Linked DNA regions of Mus musculus: region 2 is linked to region 1. The links are chromatin contacts, called in public Hi-C maps. All regions are on one chromosome and are shown on one strand. The core of a region is the stretch at or near the end of the contact, and the rest is flanking DNA. Distances in the headings are between cores, read along the strand shown.

Evidence for each region. A called contact is a pair of places that touch in the nucleus more often than the background predicts.
Region 2: a contact with region 1 is called in a Hi-C map of the N1E-115 cell line, with 2.2 times the contacts expected there. The contact joins two enhancer-like sites. A contact is called at or near these places in 1 of 39 promoter capture datasets (macrophages), 4 of 484 Hi-C or Micro-C datasets (the HPC-7 cell line, the N1E-115 cell line, macrophages and 1 more) and 1 of 9 other capture datasets (pancreatic islet).

The regions. Positions count from the first base shown.
Region 1 is chr2:129,953,136-129,958,434 of GRCm38.p6, reverse strand. No RefSeq gene overlaps it. Among named protein-coding and RNA genes, the nearest start is that of Gm52561, 56 kb to the left of the region's middle. Within about 2 kb of position 3,059, at least 12 of the 459 cell types and tissues checked have an H3K27ac peak or open chromatin away from gene starts, as enhancers often do. A contact at or near this core is called in the N1E-115 cell line, where this site is marked.
Region 2 is chr2:130,025,320-130,030,618 of GRCm38.p6, reverse strand. Tgm3 (transglutaminase 3, E polypeptide) reads right to left here. Exons shown (of 13, transcript NM_009374.3): 4 at 5,243-5,299; 5 at 3,806-3,934; 6 at 817-994; 7 at 583-718. Among named protein-coding and RNA genes, the nearest start is that of Mir6339, 12 kb to the right of the region's middle. Within about 2 kb of position 2,833, at least 10 of the 459 cell types and tissues checked have an H3K27ac peak or open chromatin away from gene starts, as enhancers often do. A contact at or near this core is called in the N1E-115 cell line, where this site is marked.

The DNA of each region.
Region 1 (5,299 bases), core at 1,810-4,309:
CTTGTCACTAAAAGAAGCTTCTAGTATGGGACTGAGTTACATCCAATTGAGTTGTTGGCCAAATGGGTCCTAAGGGAATCCTCAAACTATCCAGGCTGTTGCCAAGACAACAGATTGCTCTCCACAAACTGACAGCAAGACCCCATTGCTGAAGACACAGTTCGCTGAGCACGGAGAGGTTGAGCTGGTGCCTATGTAGAAGCTCCACCCCTGTGTTCTAGTGTCTTTGTTAAAGGGAGGTACTCTGCTGGCTCCCAAAAGGAGAAATGTAAACACCAAGCCAGCCACTTCACCTTATATCTATAACCTGTCCTGCCTGCAAAATATGTGAGAGCAACGGTGGTACAAAGCTTGTCGGAGTAACCAACCAATGTCTGATTTGTCTTAAGTCCCATTCCATGAGATGGAATCCATACCCTACAAGAACCAGAGACTAGATAGCCCAGAGATCTAGGGTAAACCCAAACACTACTGGTTTAAGAAGAAAAGAAAAAGAAAAGTAAAAATGAAACGACTCCTAATGACATTCTACAATATTCATAGATCAGTGCCTTATTCAGCCATCATAATGGAAGCTTCATCCCGCAGCAGATGGAAACAAATATAGAGACCCACAGCAAGACAGAGAGACAGAGACAGACAGACAGAGAGTCAGAGAGAGCCTTCTGACTGGAAGCCCTGCGGACGTGAGTCCTACACCCTTCCTCCAGCATCCTCAGGCAAGAAAGAAAAATGTGAGTGTTTACAGGGTGGAGCTGGGCTCAAAAACACCTTCATGAATTTCTTTTGAAGTCTACTCCCATCTGAAATATACATGATAATTTCACATTCTGTGCCATGATAGAATTGAATTGACACAATGAGGATATTTTCAGCCTCTTAAATGTTCAAATGACATGTTTACATGGAACTTCAGAGGAATACACGGTTGCACCTCAAATAGCTTCTGGTATCCCTGGCAACTTGTTTGCAACTCCAGTTTCCAGCTGGAGACAAAAAGGTCATATGATGTTAGAGCCAGCGCATCTTTTGGGTATATTCTCGAGAGTGGTATCCTCCTGAGTGAGGTACCTCAGACCCAAAAGGACATGCATGGTATGTAATCACTAATAAGTGGATGTTAGCTACACACACACACACACACACACACACACACATACACTCACAAAGTACAGAAGACCCAAGATGCAGTCCATAGAACTCAAAAAGGTCAACAAGCTGAAGTGCCCAAGTGAGAACTCCTCAGTCCTACTTGGGAGAGAAAAGAAAGCAATCACAGATGGGGAGGGAGGGAGGGACCTAGGAAGGAAAGTGGATGTGGGGGAGGGGGGAGAAAGGAGAAAGGGGAACCTGACCTGGTATTGGGTGAGAGAAAAGGACTAAAGCCCTGAGGGCCAGCAGAAAGAATGGAAACAGGCAACCTCGGGAGGTAGGAGGTTGAGGAGACCCTCCAGAATGCACCAGAGACCTGGGAGATAAGGGACTCTCAGGACTCAAAGGGAGGAACTTAGATGAAATGCCAGACAGTAGGGAGAGGGAACTTATAGAGCCCACCTCCAGCAGGAAGACAAGGCATCAAGTGAGGGTTGGTGTTGCCTCCCACAGTCACATCTCTGACCCATAATTGTTCCTGTCTGAAAGAATTACAGGGATGGAAATGGAGAGGATCCTGAGGAGAAGAAGGTCCAGTGACTAGCCCAAAGTGGGATCCAGATCAAGGAGAGGTCCCAAGGCCTGACACCAGGAGCACTCACAAAAAAAGGAACCTAGCATGACTGCTCTCTGAAAGACCCAACAAGCAGCTGAAAGAGTCAGAAGCAGTTATTTGCACCCAACCAATGGGTAGAAACAGCTGACCCTTGTTGTTGAATTATGGAAGGCTGAAAGAAGCTGAGGAGAAGGTCGATCCTGTAGGAGGACCAGCAGTCTCAATTAATCTGGACCCCCGAGATCTCTCAAACACTGGATCACCAAACAGACAGCATACACCAGCTGATATGAGGCCCCCAACACATATACAGCAGAGGACTGCCGGGTCTGTGTTCATTCAGAGATGATGCACCTAACCCTCAAGAGACTGGAGGTCCTAGGGAGTTTAGAGGTCAGATGGGGTGGAGGTTGGGGGCATCCACATGGAGATGGGGGTGGAGTGGGGAGGAGGTGTGGGATGTGGGACAAGTCGGAGAGTGGATGGGGGTTGGGGCCGGGAATGGACTATGGAGTGTAAAAAAATAAATTAATTTAAAAACAAAACAACAACAGCAAAAAGGATAACTTCTGTGGCGGGTCAAGAAGTACAATGCCTGTAGGAGACCAAGCCCAAACATGAGGACGGTGATGAGCTCAGGGTGAGACACACTAGGCCTGAGGGATCTTGGGCATTTAGGATAAAGATAGCTTACCTGGAATGTGAGTACAAAGATCATGATGATAAGGAATACACTACCATCTTATCAGCCAATTCCTAAATTCTAACAAATCGTGGAAGCCAGTTACCTCTCTGTGCTGTATGGTGTTGAGGCAGGATAGAGAGGCTGGGAGAACTGTGGTGACATGGGAGGGGCATCTTGAAAAAGAAATGAGGTCCGTCATCTTGGAAGTGTGATGGGAAAGGGCGGAACTGTCAGCTCCCCCAACTCTGCTTTATACTAGCTTGGTCTGAAAGTCTTTTTCCAGCAATGCCATGAATCCTGGTTTGGCTAAGAGGAAAGGGGACTCTCTGGATGAGGTCAGGGAATGGACTAGAGCTCGCCTCCCATCCTATCACTATTGACAGTTACACAGCCAGCCTGAGATGGCTGTCCTTACAGTTGTGTAGGCAGCCTGAGATGGCTGCCCTTAAAACGGCTTGCCCTGAAAGGACAGCTCTTGGTTGCTATCTGGAAACTTGCCCGGCGGACACGTACGTGAATGTGGCTTATGCAAAGTACTTGTTTTCCTTCTAAAATGCCAGAAATCTGAAGCATGCCAAGGAGAAAGTATCTATGTAACAAGCCTGATAATGTATTCTGAGTACTGCCAGTCCTGTGTGTCCCTGGAAGGAATCACCTGTCACAGCTTGTCATGATTTATCGTTGGAGACCTGAAGCGCACAGTTAGCTCCTGGCTTTCCTTAGCCTCTGCTTCCCTTCCCTCCTCTGCCTGCCCTTTGATGTTACAAAGGGTCCTTTAACTGTAATAAATCTCTGCCCCTAGCTGAATTGTTACTATAGGCTAAGTCCTGAGTCGTTCTAGCAAATGACTAACCCTGAAGTAAACTTGGGGGCATCAACATCCCTTCTCCCAGACAGAGGTGACACATTCAGACTCTGAATCTGCATGGTGTCTCCGCTCTTTGTTGTTTAACTGTCTCTAGACGCTACAGTTCCAAATGAAGATATTACTAGAAAATGTTCAAGAAAAGCCTGGAGCATCTCGTGGAAAACAGAATTTTGTAAGAGAGGTGTGACCCACAGCTCTGATGGCCTGTGACCGAGCCCCGTGAGCTCTGCTACATGTCTCAACCTGAGCGGCTCGGCTCGGCTCTGGTGTTTAAACAAGATGCTAGGTGATGACTCTGTGGCCTGTAAGCGCCTATTAACTCTGACAGTCTGTGACTCTGTGATTGCTCCATGTTGGGATAGCTGGGAATTCTCCTCAGATAAATCCCAGTGAGGAAACAAAGTCGGTTGGTCACAAAGCCTGTAAAAGGAGGCGCAAAGGGAATCTTCCACCCCTGGCCAGCATCCAGAGTGGCTCCAATTAACATGTGACGAGTGACTAGGGATGTGCTGGAGACTTTTGATCTTGTCCAGGTCCAGCATCAGCTCCTTCTCTCAGCCAGGCCCTGGCTCCAGGGGTCCCAGTCATAAAGGTGTGTCAGAGAGGATCTGCAAGGCACGCGATGGTTCCTGGGCCAGTGCTTTCAGACACTGCCAAGGATGCTATCCTGAGAAGAGGAAGGTATGGTTGCCTTTGTATATCAGAAGGGGTTTTTGTTTTGTTTTTTCTGCCATACCTTATAATACATTGTCATGAGCTGGGGTAAAAAATACGCAGCCCAGCAAGCCCTTCATTGAGAGCCCGTCAGCTGAGAACTAACTTCCTTCCCTTGGTTAGCATTAGTCACATTATTTATAGTTTCTACTCTTTCCAGAATATTCTTCACTCCTCCCGGGAAAACTTCACATCACCAGAATCAAACACCCTATCCAGCTACAAGTGGGAGAATTTTGGATAAAGAGAGCATAGTTTCCTTCCTTTACATAAAAATGTAGGCTGGTGTTTCCCTACATTTCCAGAAACTACCCAAGTCTAAACTCAGTTTTTCCTAGAATCTAGATTCTCTGGGAAGTTTACAAAGAGCTCTGTATTTTCGTCTTAGTTTCACCTCAATTCTATAGCCATTCAAACCAGAATCAGTGTTCCTTTCCTTTGTAGAGCAACCATGGTTCTAAATGATTACAGTCCAGAAAGGCTGAGTTTCAAGTGTTGTTAGTAGACCTCTAAGACTAGAAGCAGTCTTTTAAGCATCCTCCAACACAGCCCCCTTCCTTGGGAGTCTGCTGCAGTCTCTCGAAGCCTGCCAGGGATGATCCCTGAGACTCATAGAATCTCTCTCTCCCCCTCTCTCTCTGTCTGTCTTCCTGTCTGTCTGTCTCCCCTCCCTCCTCCTCTCCCTCTCCCTCTCTCTCTGTGTCTGTTTTCCTGTCTGTCTGTCTCCCCTCCTTCCTCCTCTCCCTCTCTCTCTTTCTCTGTCTCTCCCTATCCCCTCCCTTCCCTTCCCTCTCTTCTTCCTTTTGTTTTTTCTTCTTTTATTCAATAGCTCAGCAGGGCTGGAGTGGAATGTACTATGTATCTCAGAATATCCTCATAGTCCCAGAAATCCTCCTGCCTCAGCCTTCTAAATGCTAGGATTATAAACATAAACCACTTCGGGCTCTACTCTGACTCTGGACCAAACTGAAGCCATCTTGTTTGTTTGTTTGTTCGTTCTTATAGATTGAGGTTTTATACATGCACATAATGTGTTTTCATCAAGTCTCCCCCCCCCCCATTTCCTCTCCTTCCACTCCTTCCCTGATCTTACTGTCATGATTCACCAACACACATATTCTCTGCCTTTTTATAAAAACTCATGAAGTCCACTTAGTGCTACCAGTGTGTGCAGGAATATAAGGTCATCTACCAGAGCAAGCGTTGCCTCGGGAGCCAGATCCCTGAAGGAAACAGGTTCTCTCTTTCCCAGCAACCATCAACCGACAACAACTGGAGGCCATCGTAATTCGTGTTTCCACATAACCTTGCTTATGCAGCCAGT
Region 2 (5,299 bases), core at 1,584-4,083, 72 kb before region 1:
GAGTCTTTTTCTTGTTTAAGAAAATAAGCCGTGCACGGTGGTGCACACCTGCAATCCTAGCTCCCAGGAGCTGTGGCAGGAACATCTTGAGTTTGAGGTTGGAGGTTATCCTCGGCTGCAAAGTGATTCTACATCTCAAAAAAAAAAAAAACCAAAAAACCAAAAAACCCAAACCAACAAACAAAAAACAAACGACAACAAACAAAGTAACCCCTCCTAAAGGAGAAAAAAATTAAGTAATATGGGTTGCGTGAATTAAGATAAATTTGTATTCTTCGTTGGAAAATCAGTAGCTTCTATTTTAACTTCTCAACTGGGGCCAAGGCTAATGGCTGCTATAAACCTCCAGTGGTCTCCTGGAGTTCTTAACCCAGATTTCCACTGGCATCAGACTCTCCCAAGACCTACAGTGTAGGTCCTGCAAGTTACATGGTTAGCTCAGCAACATTTCTACTCTGAACTAATGCCCTGGCTCACGTGTTACTTTCCTTCCAATTCCATCGTGGAACAGAGGTTCAGGGTAACAGGAGAGACTTCCTCATACGTGGTACGCTATGCCCAGGGAACTGACTCATCACTTACCACACGCTATCACTGCCTTTCTCCAGGGGATTTCCCATGGCATCGTAGTACACATCCACACTGAGGTTTCGATCTGTGTCGTGAGCCGAGTTGAAGTTGGTGATCACCCGAGAGGGAACCCCCAAGCACCGCAGCACTACAAACCAAAGTGACTGTGAGGATGCTGTTGATGGTACATTAGCATACTCCATTACTGCCCACTGAACCACAAAAGGCACACCACGCCCATATCACCTGTGTTGAGGGTTCCAGCAAAGACCCAGCACTGGCCAAATTGGACTGGCCTGAAGCCAGATTTTTTCCAGTTCTTGAGGATCTCCACACTACCATTCCAGGTCCTTGGGTCCACACCACCGGTGTAATTACCACTCCAGTTCCCAGAAATAACACCGTTGTCATCATTGCCATTAATCTGTATAGAAACATCCCCATATCCCAAATGAATTAATACCATGCCTTGCCTACAGGAGAGACATACAGAAGTCAGAACACAAGGTAGGAGATGAGGAAGCTGTGGGGCCTTGAGTACACCTGTCTATAATGAAAATTGTAACAAATCACTTAGAGGGAGGGGGGCTTTTATGAGTTTAGAGGTATTTTGTTTAATGGGCCAAGTCTGATTGCTTCTGGATGACATCAGTTTTTTACTACAGGATGACACGAAGCAGGAGACTCCACAGTTTGTCAGCAGCAAGACAGGGCCCAGAGATCCTATTTGCAGAAGACAATGGCTGTCTGCTTGTGTGTGTGTGTGTGTGTGTGTGTGTGTGTGTGTGTTTGTACCTGTCTTCTAAAATTTACTTTGGAACTTTAACATATAACTTCTCAAAAAAAAAAAAAAATAAAGTTGGAATATGGCCTTTCCTTCCTTTCCTCCCTCCCTCCTTCCTTTCTTTCTTCCTTCAATCATTTGTTCATTTATTAATTCAACCTAAATATGATTCTAGTATAAGGAGCACAAATGGGACACAGCACTACTGACAGTCACTGGATGAGGACTCGGGAGGCCTGAGTTCTATTTTTCCACTTCTTTTACAGGTGTACATGAAGTACTTATAGATGGAGTGATATCAAAGGGTGCAATGTTGAGGTTCATCAAGTCACCTGTGGAGAAGGAATCAGAGAGGACATAAGACCGGCCTTCAGTAGACAGTTGCTGAAGCCAATGACAGGTGCCTAAGGACTTGCATATTTCTCTCTATTTTTGTATAGGCCTGGGTTTCTTCATACTAAAAGTAGTAAAAGAGACCAGGGGCTGTATCTATCTCAGTAGTAGGGTACTTGCTTGGCCTGTGTGCAGCTTGCACATGCTCACATTCATCTTCATACACCACCAGGTGTGAGAGGAGAAAGAGCTCATAGGTGCTCCCTGTCACCTGCCTTCTTGGGGATCTTGGGAGTCAGTTTGTTTCCCTGACCATTGCACCTTCACATTCCAATACAGGCAAAGTGCACTGTAGATTCATCAGAGGAACCCTTCCAGCCAGTTTTCAGAGACCATTAAACTCTGCTGTTTATCCCAACTGTACAGTGCGAGGCTAGACTGGGACCTCACAGACTGGCTCCTCAACCTGTCATATCTATTCCCTTCTCGTTGGATCGCCTATGCATGTACCAGGACGTATGAAGGAGGACAGCAGACATAGAAGCATCTTGGCCCAGGACGAGCCACCAGTCTTGCCCAGCTGCCAGCCCAGAGGTAAGCTCTCTGTCACATCCAGGGGTACCATGCAAGCTTCCTTGACCAGGGAAGATGTGCAGCTCACAAGCTCCAGGGGTCATGGGTGCTTGGGGTAAGGTCATTGCTGGCTGAAAGCCGAGTACTTCAAAGCTCTGCAGAAGCCATAATTAGCTCCTGGCCTGGCCCAACCCAAAAGGAGGGTCTGGAGAGAGCATCAGGGAGGCATGTCTGAGGAAACCGGCCCTGAGATAGCGTGGATTGGCCCCAGGCTGAGTGAGTCAGCAGCTGAAGAGCCAGCTGGCTTTGAGGCTAGACTCAACTACTCTACTTGTTGGCAGGAGATTTGGCTTTTTAAGTGGCCCTGATCTCCAGTCTTACTTGACCTCTGCCACCATCGGCTACCCTTTATCTAAGCAACTTGCTTTTAAAGGTTCAGCCCAGGGCTCCATTCTCCAGTCCTGGATATCCAAGGCCTTCCTGGATCTGTAGGTCTTAAGTATAGGTCTCTGGGCCCATCTCACTTCTTTCCTTCAAGGCTCTGTTCCAGATCCTGTTCTTTTGAGAAGCCCTGCCTAGCTAATCTTAGGCATCAGCATGCTACCCAAAGCCTGTTTAGATTTCTAGCAAAGTAACTGGGCAGCCTGGGCATAGTCCAAGGTGTGCCTAAACCACGGGCCAACGGCATAAAATGACGCTAAAGACATTTCTATATGATTACTTAGTTCAGGGAAGTTAGAATGGAAGAGCTCACTTTGATTTTTAGCTTTCTTTGGAGACAGGGTTCCTCGGTGAAGCCGAGACTGACCAGGTACCCATAATCCCTTGGCCTCCCCAGGCTTCCAAGTGCCAACACAGTGAACTTTAAATTTTTAAACAGGTAGATCCTTTTGGATGGAGACACTCTGTACACACTTGAGTGCAGAGCCATGGATTCCTCCAGGACTGTGGTGTGTGTGTGTGTGTGTGTGTGTGTGTGTGTGTGTGTGTGTGCTGTTCTCATGTATAGGTCCATGAGAATGGAAAGAAGCCCTGACCAGATAGCTCAAGACATTGTTTGACTCACAAGGACACACTGTGACTAGGTGTGAACCTCCTCCGCTGTCTAAAAATGAGTGGGGCTCTCTGCTCTCCTCTTGTCAGGAAACTTGAGGGTTCCATGCTGCTGAGGAGGCCCACATTCCAGTTTCATTGGGCACACCCTCCTCTTCCTAGGAGGTCTCATGATGGAGCAGAACTTCTCCTCCCCTCTCATTCTATCTCTGGAGAACACCTAAAGGGCATGTTCCCATGCCATCTAAAACAGGCCTTGCCATATGGCAGAAAGAGCTTTGAAACCAGCCATGCTTGGGGTCCGGTTCTGTTTTTGCTGCTTGGTCACTATAAATGTCAGGTAAGCCCTTTAATTTATAGGAGTCCCACGTTCTCTATTGGCAAAATGGGCAAGGTCATAGCTACCAAACACGAGACATGAGTTCATGGGTCTGACATGCAGACACATGATAACACAGTAAGTATTACTTGCTATTGTTTTCTGCTACTTACCATGGCACTCAGCACCCGGCAAACATATTTGGGGTCATTTCTGCGAGCCACATCAGTCACAGGGTCACGACGGAAATTCAGACTCCTATCCAAAATGGAGAGGCTGATGTTCAGAATGTCTTCTTCAAACTGTTTATAATGGAACCACATGTTAAGATGAAAGAAATGACCCAGTTTGTTGGCTAATTACTGGAACAAGGAGCACAATGGTGAAGACCACAGGACCTACCCAAGCCCTGTCACTCTGTGTTCTTCAGAGCCAAGAGCCATTGAGGAGCAATCACCATAACTAGTCTTTACCCAGCAAGCTCACCAGCTCTCTCACTCCACATAAGCCTGAGCTCACTCCACTAACATAAACAGGAGATGGCACATTGCAGTCCACTCTCAGCTTTCTTTGGACTCAGGAAAATGTCAGCCTTTCTAGCCTTAGTTTCTCTATGTGTTTAACAACAATCAGGCCAAACTCATCTCAAAGTTCCTTTGTACCTGTGACTGTGATCTTGAGTATACCATTTAGATTCCTGGAGAACTAGATATAAAGATAAAGTATGTGGCAGAAGACATAACTAAAGATAGTTTTACAAAATAAGACCCATGTGAATTGTTGCACATGTTAGCGCTTCCTGCCCTGAGTCTTTGCGCTTGTTTCTCTTTCTTCCTAAAATGTTCTTCTTCAAGCTAGCTAGCCAGCAGCCTCCCTTCTCTCCTCAGGCTCACAAGCTCCTTCCTAAGAAAGGCTTTCACAAACTATCCCATCCCAAGTCACCCTGCTCCCACTCTAGGGTGTATCATGTACTTTCATCCTCATTATTTTCTCCCTTTTAATTAAATCAATGCATAAACTCAACTTAGAAACTTGATGCAGTTAGCTACATAATGGAACCTCAAATGGATATGCATGCACCTGCCTATCCACTGCTGGGAATGCAGGCATCCTGGCTGCCCAAGGTACTTCATTCTAATGTCTATAAATGAAAGGCAAAAAGGCTCTCCTAAACATCTTCTAAGCAGAGAAAACCAGGGAACTCTTTGGGCTCAGAGGGTAATGCAAAAAACAAAGGCTATGGGTTTGAAAGGCCAAGCATAGTCAATAACGGAGCTTCACCACAATTTTGTGTAGAATAAAAACCAGAAGCTACATTATTGTCTTGAGATTCTTTGCTGGGTCTTGTAATTATTTGTGTGTTATGGCATCAGGAATATTTCACTTCATCAATCCAGTAATGTGTCCATCGTGCCAACTAGATTATGACTCGTTTGGAGAGATGTATTCGTCTGTATCCCTAGCGTTCAGCTTAGGGTCTAGAACCGAGTAGATGATCAACTGATGTTCCAAATGAATGAACAGATAGGACAGGAAAATGGGACAGTCTACTATAAGCCCCAAGCATCTTGTGTATTAGGGAGACAACCCAAGTCTTATGGTCCATTTACCTGTCCAAAGTTCCAGCCAACCATGCCAATTCGATTTGTGCTGCCCACATAGATGAT